2 separate regions of the Mus musculus genome follow, and region 2 is linked to region 1. Evidence: chromatin contacts called from public HiChIP or PLAC-seq data. All regions are on one chromosome and are shown on one strand. Each heading gives the region's core, a stretch centred on a gene start, on an enhancer-like site or on the middle of the called end of the contact. The rest is flanking DNA. Distances are from core to core; before and after follow the strand shown.

Evidence for each region. HiChIP or PLAC-seq counts read pairs in DNA pulled down with a chosen protein or histone mark.
Region 2: an H3K4me3 HiChIP or PLAC-seq map of embryonic stem cells shows a contact between it and region 1, with 20 read pairs. The contact joins the enhancer-like site here to the promoter of D630045J12Rik in region 1. A contact is called at or near these places in 3 of 39 promoter capture datasets (the C10 cell line, cancer-associated fibroblasts and liver), 35 of 484 Hi-C or Micro-C datasets (3T3-L1-derived adipocytes, 8-cell embryo, the AML12 cell line and 21 more), 16 of 115 datasets of contacts at active chromatin or transcription factors (the 230-238 cell line, craniofacial prominence, embryonic forebrain and 11 more) and 3 of 9 other capture datasets (adipose tissue, embryonic stem cells and pancreatic islet).

What each region holds. Positions count from the first base shown.
Region 1 is chr6:38,251,590-38,256,466 of GRCm38.p6, forward strand. D630045J12Rik (RIKEN cDNA D630045J12 gene) reads right to left here and starts at 2,550. Exons shown (of 20, transcript NM_194061.3): 1 at 2,279-2,550. The coding sequence starts at 2,420.
Region 2 is chr6:38,142,397-38,146,681 of GRCm38.p6, forward strand. It overlaps D630045J12Rik (RIKEN cDNA D630045J12 gene), which reads right to left. Exons shown (of 20, transcript NM_194061.3): 16 at 196-513. It overlaps Gm52858 (a long non-coding RNA gene), which reads left to right. Exons shown (of 3, transcript XR_003956278.1): 2 at 1-879; 3 at 3,025-3,765. Among named protein-coding and RNA genes, the nearest start is that of Gm52858, 4.5 kb to the left of the region's middle. Within about 2 kb of position 1,890, at least 101 of the 459 cell types and tissues checked have an H3K27ac peak or open chromatin away from gene starts, as enhancers often do. A contact at or near this core is called in the AML12 cell line, adipose tissue, cancer-associated fibroblasts and 6 more, where this site is marked.

The DNA of each region.
Region 1 (4,877 bases), core at 1,300-3,799:
CCGAGGGAAAACCTGGGCCAAACACACCACCTTGTCCCAGGATCAACAGTTGCTGGCCATGGCCAGGCACCCCACCAGCAGCCTAGGCACCTTACCAAGACACCCTCTGTCAAGTTGGCTTCCCAAAGCCTGCAATCAGATCACCGCTCAGGTCATCCCTGAAGACCCTCCACCTAGCAGTTCACTCCGAGTGGACACACACATCCACACTTGATTTATTTTTGAGGCCAGGCCCCTGAAGTTGGATGCTACTCACACACTGCTTCTAGCTCTGTGTTTCCTGCCCAGAGGCAGCTACGCAAACCAGAGAAGCAACTTAGTGAAAGGATGCCGCCTTCATCTCTGTGAAGTCAGGTCTCGGATAGACATCTAACTTCACATCTCCTAATTGGATTTTGGATTAGGAGTAGCAGAGAACCCGAAAAGGGGTTTCTAAACAACGGGGAGGCAGTGTAGACACACCCACTGTGTGTCTTGAAGTTTAGCAAAACAACTGTATCTCCTAGAGCCTCTCCAGAATATTCAGATGACCATGTGCAAGTGGAAAAACGCTGGGGCCGGGAAGCTAAGCGTATCACAGAATCTGAAGCCAGACTCTCCTAAACACCTGTTAAGGTCCTCCTCAGTTAAGCTGGGATCATAAAGCCTATAATGTGACCAGGTCACACAGCACCTGGCACACATCAGTGTTAACAATTAGTGAGCTAGGTCCCATGACGGTCAAATCCAGCAGAATCCAGCTTTCTCTGTCGACTCTAAAGTCAAGAGCTCTCGGAATGACTAACTCCTCTCCGAGGAACACTGGACTGGACTTCTCGGAACGAGACTGGGACAGGAGATGCTAGCTAAGGTAGGCAAAGTTTCTGCAGCCACTGCACACACAGCCTAAAAAGAGGCCCACTCTGTCAACCCTACCTCTGCTGTGGCTCCCTGAGGCAGCGTTCCACCCAGCTAGCGGAAATCTCTGGAGGCTTCGGCTGTGACCCCGGCCTGTGGGTCACGGAAAGAAAAAGGGGAATGGAGAGCTATAGCAATTCCTCTCATCATCCAGGCGGTGACCTTGAGCAAGATGCTTCTGCCTCGATTTCCTCCTGATCGAGTGAATGGGTCCCAACCTGTGCTCCCTTAAGTCCGTTCCTCGCTTGTATTCCACCATCCCCTTTGTGGCACTAGTTATAATGCCCACAGTCGGGCCTAAGGGACACCTTCAAATGCGTTCTACTTCCTTCAAACCACTTGGCAGTCCTCTGGCCCTGCTCCCACAAGCAGGCAGGGTTCTGGGCTGCTTTCATGGCTTTTCTGTCTCTCCTGAGCAGTGAGAAGAAGCTCTCCACCTAAACTGCTCCTTTCTCCTTTCCTTTCCTACCCACAAAGCAACCAAGCACGTGTGGGCTGGGGCAATCACAGGATGCACTGTGTCACCTCAGAGATGGTCTCCAGTCCAGTGCAGTGCGTGCTCAGGATGGATAAATAAACATTTCGGGGAAGCAACATGAATTAAACCATTTCCTCAACAAACAAAACCCACCCACACGCCTCATAAATCATGTCTCTTAATCCCATGCTGATGAACAGTCACTAAATTGCATCTATTATAAAAACCAACCATGACTCCTTTCATGCCCTGACACTTCAGACTCAAAATATTTTCACACTCCATTGTAATGCCTTTGTGGAGGTAATACCAATAGCTAGTTCCCTGGAAAGATCCATGGCCAGGGCGCTTTCCAAGAGATTTTTTTCTTTGAATGTTCTTTGTGTCCTGGCGCACTGGGGGACACAGCCAGCTTGCTTGCATCTGGGGTAACACTGGGTGTTCACGGCAATGCACAACTGCTCTTCTGCACACACCAGATGCATCCCTTTGCCCCAACAATAAAAGTATCCCAAAACATTCGCTACGCCACATTCACACAACCGTGCACAAACACAATTCCAGTGCCTGCATTTTGCAAAGGGGAAAAAGAAAATAGGCATCTTCGGAGCAGAAACCACCAAACCCGCCTCGGGCAACATGGTTCACGGAAGACTAGGTTGCAGACCTTTTAGCAAGACCGGTCAGAAACCGCTCGCTCTTTTTTCCTTTGGATTTATTCCTCTCCTCCATGCCTTTATTTGCAGGGCCCAGGAAGAATAGGAAAGCATCTCCAGCAAGGAGGGCGAGGGAGCGGTGAAGAATAAAAGAGGATGGGCGGGTGGGGAAGCCAGGGGGTGACGAGCGCGGCAGAGAAGGCGGCCAGGGTGGCGGCCGCGTCCCGGGGGGCTCCGCGAGGCTTACCTGGGGCGCACGAGGCCGGCCCGGCGAGCAGCAGCAGCCAGAGGCCGGGGAGCAGCAGCCCCGGGCGGCGGTGGCGGGAGGAAGGCCCGCGGCCGCACCGCTCCGGCACCAGTGCAACCCTGGCGCGGGGCTCCCGCTCCATGGCCACGCGTCGGCTCCCCGACACCCCGGCCTCCGGGCGTGGGCGCGCTCAGGCCCGGGACGCCGGCGTCCGCTGCGGCGGAGACTGGGCGCCTAGCACCGGCGCGCAGCGAGGCCGGCGAGGCGGGGGCGGGCCGGGCCGGATCCGCGGACTGGGGCCGCTGCACGCCGGCCGCGCCGCTCCGCCCCCTCCCGAGCCTCGCAGCCGCTGCCGGGCAACGCACGGCCCCGCGCGGGGAGGCGAGCACCACCTCCCGGCCGGCCCGGCGCCTGCCTGCGGGCGGCCCGGCGGAGGGCGAGGCGGGACCCGGTCCCCGCCCTCCCACAGGACCCGCCTCTCAGGAGGGCGCCCGGGACGGCGCCGCCCCGCACCCGCACCCCCGGGGCCCTAGAGGAACGGTCGCAAACCGGGTGATTCCGGAGCACGCTCCTCCCGAGCCGCCCACGCGGGGCGGGCAGCAGGTGTGTGTGCGGGGCGGCCGTGGTCCCTGGCAGACCCCGGGCTGCTGAGCGGACAAAGCCGAGAGAAGTCGGCTCTCTTTCCCAGAGCCCGCGCGCTGGAAAAGAATGGGGAGGAGGCACACAGGGCTCAGCCCATCCTTTGCCTTTCCAGAGCTGTGCCACCTTGTTGGCAAAGGTGGGCCTTTGGTAAGACCTAGGCCTACTGCCCTGAGCTTAGTGAGTCTTCAGAAAGGGGCTACTGAAGCTGAATCAAAGTGGACAGACACAAACACACAGATCCAGGCCTTATTTTTTAAAAAAGAAAGTAGCACCAATATATGATGAAAAAGACCTTGTTGGGGGTTAGTTTCCTGGGGAAATGGGGGTGTGGATGGGAGTTAGCATGTGTCTCTGTGCTAAGAGCCAAGTGCATTAACTCTGAAGGCCGAATAAGGTTGGAAGGTCCTAGAACACACTACAATTTTGGACAGTTGTATTTCAGAGGTTGCACCAGCCGTGGTCTGCAAGCCGTGCATAAGAGAAGTATCTTGTTGAGTGAGAAACTATGACAGACAGTGGGAAATGTCAGCCATCCAGACTGGCCAAGGATCAAGGTTGCTCTTCAGTGAGGTAGGCAAAAGACCCAGAAAGATGCTACCCAGTTTTGCTGGGCAAACTCATCTATCTAGGCAAAGAATCAGAAGTTCCTGTTCTGAAAAAAAAAAAAAAATAGGCACCTGTTAAATTTCAGGGAAGATGAGAATCTAGGTTATAAGCTTTTGTTGATGACCCTAATTTTTGCGTTCCATTGTGTCACTTGTCATAAGCAACCCCCATACATTGCTCTCCTGCTCCCCCAGACATATACATTCTTGGAGTTGTCTCCAGCATACCCAAGTAGAGAGTTTGCTTGTCTGAGCATGTTTGCACCCTGACCACAATAGCCCTAGGTATGGCTCCCCTCTCCTCGCTTTTCTCTGAATTACTCACCTGGCCACGGGGCACAGCCTGGAGCAGCTCTTGACATTTAGTCCTATTGTGTTGTTATTTTTTATGAACTTGTTAGTCCACACATACACACACACTAAGTTAAAATGACGTTCTAACATGTTATCGCCCCACACAGGATCCCCCACGGCTCCAGGAAGATTTCATTATATATTTATTGATGGGAATCTATGTGTCCTTTACAATTGGCCTCAGCCTCCAGGAAGTTCCCAACTGCACTAGACAGTGGGAGGAAGAAATCTCCCACACCATTCTGAGTCAACTCAGACACTGCTAGAAATTAACAAAAATGCAACCTTGGGCTAACAGGAAGGACCCCAGGGCATCAACTTTCTAAGGAAAAGGGGATCCCCAGAGTCCCTTGGTCTCTCTGCTCTCAAAACGTAAAACCAACCTCTGTAGGGAATTAGAGCATTCTCCCTCAGTGTCTAGCAAAATGACTCCCAGGGCTCAGCTGGCAGATAGTGTGACTCTGCAGATCCAGCAGGAATGAATGCCAAAGGGAAGCAGAAGTGTGTGTGTGTGTGTGTGTGTACTCATGTGTGTGCATACACAAGTGAACATGCACGCCCCCACACCTAGTCACACCTCTGTGCACATTTGTGTCTAAAAATAGGGATTAAGACACAGCCTCAGAGCATTCATACAAAACTATGCAATGGACAGTGGCAATGTCTTAGCACTTTGTATGACTTGTTGGTACTGGGAGGGAGATATAAAAGGATATAGAAGCATTGGTTTTAAACACCTTTCCACCCAGTCTCATTTTGTGTATAAATAAATGAGAGATGAGCTTTCCCTCAGCCACAAGTGAAGCGCCAACCAGTAGGAGGGAGAGTCAGCATGGGTCCTCAGCAGGCTTCTAGCCCGCTTCAGGGGAGCAGAGGGATGAGGTCAGTTTTACTCATGGGCAAAACAGGCACAGCTCTGGGCCTCTACCAGCTGCACCTGGGCCCCACAGGCCCAAGAGTCTGAGGAGCCAAGGGAAACCCACCAGGATCCATCTTTC
Region 2 (4,285 bases), core at 640-3,139, 110 kb before region 1:
ATCAGAGCTACATGAAAGGCTGCTTCTAACACTAAGAATTAACTGTAGTCAAGGATAAAAAGCTGAGATCTACCAAGCATGCTCTAAGTCATGTAAAATGCAGCCAAAGTTTTCACAGGGAGCCTTCAGGTGACAGCGAGGTAACAAGAGTCAAGCTCTTTGCCCAGCAAAAAATTTCAGGAGTCCAGTACTTACGCTGCAAGGGTTGTTGGCCGTCTGAGCTGGACTGTAGAAGGACCCCCACTGCGTGGCTCGCCTCTCTTCCCTGGACGGGGTGCTATTCACAGGTAGGCTGGCAGGCACACCAGTACCCGCTCCCATAGCATTGGTGGGCTGGCTGCTGGGAGCCACGAGGGCAAAGGCGTCATCCAGGAGGGAGTGCATGGTCTGGCGTGCCTCCTCGATGGACGGCTGAGGCGGGATGTACTGAGAGGCTGAGAAGGGCAGGCCGGGATACCTGCCCAGCTCTGTAGAGGAGGGTGTCTGGACATCAGCTGGGAGGTCAGGATCAGACTGTGTGAGAGGCAAGGGGGAGAATGACATGTGTGCTTCCGTGGGGCATGGGGTGGAGTGTGAAGCTAAATTCTGGGGCAGAGTGGAATTTAAAAATGGTCCTACTTTGTGGGAAAGGGTTTGTCATAAGAATTAAAAGTCATCTCTCTTAATAGGCATCATGTTTTATATGAGGCAAAGATGTCAACTGAGAAAAACCCAATGAGAATACTTCACAACTTCTTTTCTGTAAAACTCAACCGTAAAATAGATGTCAGACCCGGGGAAGGACATCTTCACTGAGAAGCCTAAGCAGCCACAAATCAGACTTCCAAGTAAACACACTAAGGAGACCCAGGCAACTTTCTGTGGCTGTGAAAACCAAAGGTAGAACAGACTATGTGTGTGTAGAAAGAATTCAGTACCCATTTAAAAACTGTTCACAATAGTAAAGACTAACAAATAGTCAGAAACCATGTCTCTAAAATAAAGGTATCTGAGTAATTAAGAAAAGTTTAATGTCCTGTCCCCACTATTTAAGAGATAAGAATCAGAGAAACAAGGTGGCATTCCACCCCCCCCCCAATCTTCCCTCTTTTTCATTTAATTTACTGAGACAGAGTCTCTCACTGGCCTGGATCTTCCTATGCAGACCAAGCTGGCGCCTTGAACACACAGTGATCCCCCTGTCTCTGTAGTCAGTGCTGGTATTAAAGGCATACAGTACCATGCCCAGCTAAAGATTTATTTTAAACCCTGTGTGTGTGCGCGCCTAAACGTCAGAGTCCCAATACTCTAGGCCCCTCCCTTCTCATCCTTCCTGGTCACACTTTAAAGAAGGAAAGACAGAGACAGTTTAATTTTTGGAGCAGGACAGACAGGTTCAGGCTGGGAAGGAAGGGTGGTTCCTTTGGGTTCCCACTGGCACAGAAAACCTACCAGAAAACCAACAGAGAGCCACAGGTCAGAACTTCCCACGCCTCTGTCTCCTTGTTGCCTCTTGAGAATTTGAAAGTCAAGCGTCCCTTTCCCACATCCCACCCTTTGGCGATGTGCTTCACGTGGGGACGGAACTCAACAAACGCAAACCCATGGACTTAAGGTTTCCTAAGGAAGCTTGGGTTAGAACTTAAAGTCTACTCTCTTGAATTCAGGTCTGCTGACCCCATTCTGCTTCAGGGCCCATTCATTCAGACGCGGACAGCCACCAGCTCATCCCAGACGGGGTACCAAAACCACAAGCAGTCCTCCTTAAGTGTAGCTTGGTGAGCCAAGTTTAACTTGGATTTCTTTACAGAAGTGAGGCTTAAAGGCGCATGGGCAACCGCCTGACAGCAGGAAAATTTTCATCCTGGCAATGATTAATCCTAAGGGAGGGGCCTTGAGTTTCCTGGGCCTGCTCCTGAGATGCTCAGGAAAAACACAGCTGCTCTGATCTCAAATGGCCATGGTCATGTCATGCCCAGAGGACAGCATTTTACAACAGATTCCTGCTCCTGTCATTCTTCAGACGACATCGTAGGTCATGTCCTGCAGTGGCTATTTTGCAGTCCTTAGTGGGCTCTTAAAAGACTGGCTTGACATCCTGGTTTAGCTGTGTGCCTGCTGCCCTGGTTTAATCATTAAGAGAACTTCCTTTCCCTTCCAGGAGCATCTACTTTGGACACTAAATGACAGTAAGGGCTCAACAACCTTGCAGCTTTTGTTGCTGATGTTGTTTTAAGGAGACAGAGCCTCTCTCTCTCTCTCTCTCTCTCTCTCTCTCTCTCTCTCTCTCTCTCTCCAAACTCCTGAGCTCAAGCCAGCGGCTTGGCTGCCGCCTCCCAAGCGGCTGGGGCTGTGCATAGGCACCGGCAGGCCTGGAGCCAACAAAAACTTTCAGTCAAGAGCCAGACAATAAATATTTTAGGTTCTTCAAGTCATAAAAAGTTGGTCACAACCCAACTCAAAAAGCAGCCAAAGACAGCATGCAAGCAAGGGTGTGGCAGTCTTACAAAAAGGCCCAGTGTTGACCAAAACAGCAGCAGGCTGGATGTAGCCTGAGGGCAGAAGTCTTCCGGGCCTAAACCTGAGAGATGACTGCATAAGCAGACAGGGTTGAGGATTTGGGGAGACAGCCCTCAAGGAGAGGTTATTTTGAGAGGAAAAATGGAAAATTCCAGATAATTTCAAACTATGTAGTACACATATGGTCTTAAAGGTAAAAGAAAATCTAGCTAGTGAAAGGTAAACTCTGAGAAAGGCATTATTTTTAAAACACACATCACAGAATTTTAGGGAGAGTAAAAAGTTAAGGACATCTAGGGAGGATTTTCTGAGCAGGGAATCTTTGGAAAGGCAGCCCTGGAGGCAAAGTAGGAAATCCTCTGAGGAAACCCTTGTACTTTCTGTGAAAGGAGAAAATGGAGAAAACAAAGGGCGATCCAAGCCAGGCCCCACGGCTTCCATCTGCCTTCCCAGTAGGAGATTGCTTGAGCTAGTAATCTGAGGCTAGCCTGGGCAACATAACAAGATTGTATTCCCCCAAATTAGGTTAAACCCAAAAGGAGGGTCCAGGACACCATGAGGAAAGCCTGCGCTGGTCATCAATGAAGACAAAGGAAGAGTCCAAGGAAAACCAACCTCCCTCCCTACAGAGAACTCAGTTGGAGGCTGGAAAACAAGCATCAACTGCTGGCTCCTCCGAGAAGCCAAGCCCAGGCTGCTAGCAAAGGCTGTGTGGGGAAGGAGGGAATGCGGTGTCCATTACTAGGCCTATGAAAGGACCAGGTGACTATACTAAGACTACGAGTACAGTTTCTACACACTGAGCGTACCACCACCAGTGTTTGGAGTGTTAGGACATATGCTTCCAGCAGAACAGGAACACCCATCTGTTGCCAGAAAAGCTGGAGTGACTCTGTGTGTGTGTGTGTGTGTGTGTGTGTGTGTTTCCTCCCTGGTCAGGGGGACCTAAATTCAGAGAAAGGAAGAGAAACTGCTTGCTCCTTTGCTCTACAGGGGCATCTGTAGTTAGCAGCGACTGCTCACAAGAACCCTCGGGAGGGGGTGACAGGGGTCAAGTGAGGCTTCAGAGCTCCCCGAGCTCCCAGGGAGGAGCCTGTTGCTTCCTGATGAGCTTGAAGAATCAGACTTTAGCCAATGTCAGCACAGTGTTTGCCACATTTTTATAAACATTTTGAATGTTTTTCATTATTTATTAACGTGTCATTTAGGGGAAAATAAAGAAACCTCAAATAAACCTCAGTGCTACAGGGCAACTGTGTCTTGTCGCGCGTGCGCGGTACCTTCTCGGAGGACAGGCTTGTTGCTATGTCACACAAGCAAAGCTGGCTCTCTACGTTTGCTCAGCACTGAGTTCTTTATGTTCCTCGCTGTTGCTGCTGCTGCGTCCATTAGACTCCCCTTCTCTTTCCCAGGGCATCTTCGTGTCTCTTGCTAATGGTCCCTTGGGAAGCTAGGTTTCTTTCCCCCTCAATGGACCCTGTGTGTATATGTCAGTGTATAGTGTATCAATGTCTGCCTTCATCACCTCAAGCCAGGCTGTCTGTGTGCCTTTCCATTTGAAAAATAAGGCTCTCATTCTTTGATTTACATTAAGCTCTTTCCCCCATGAACATTATACACACACACACACACACACACACACACATATACATATACATACACACACACACATTAATCATCCCTAATCTGAAATCAGAAACTGTGTGAGCTGACATGACACTCAGCTGTGGAGTTTGAACCCTTCAAACTGTAGCTTTTCCTACCAGGATGCTCAGCTGATAGAGTC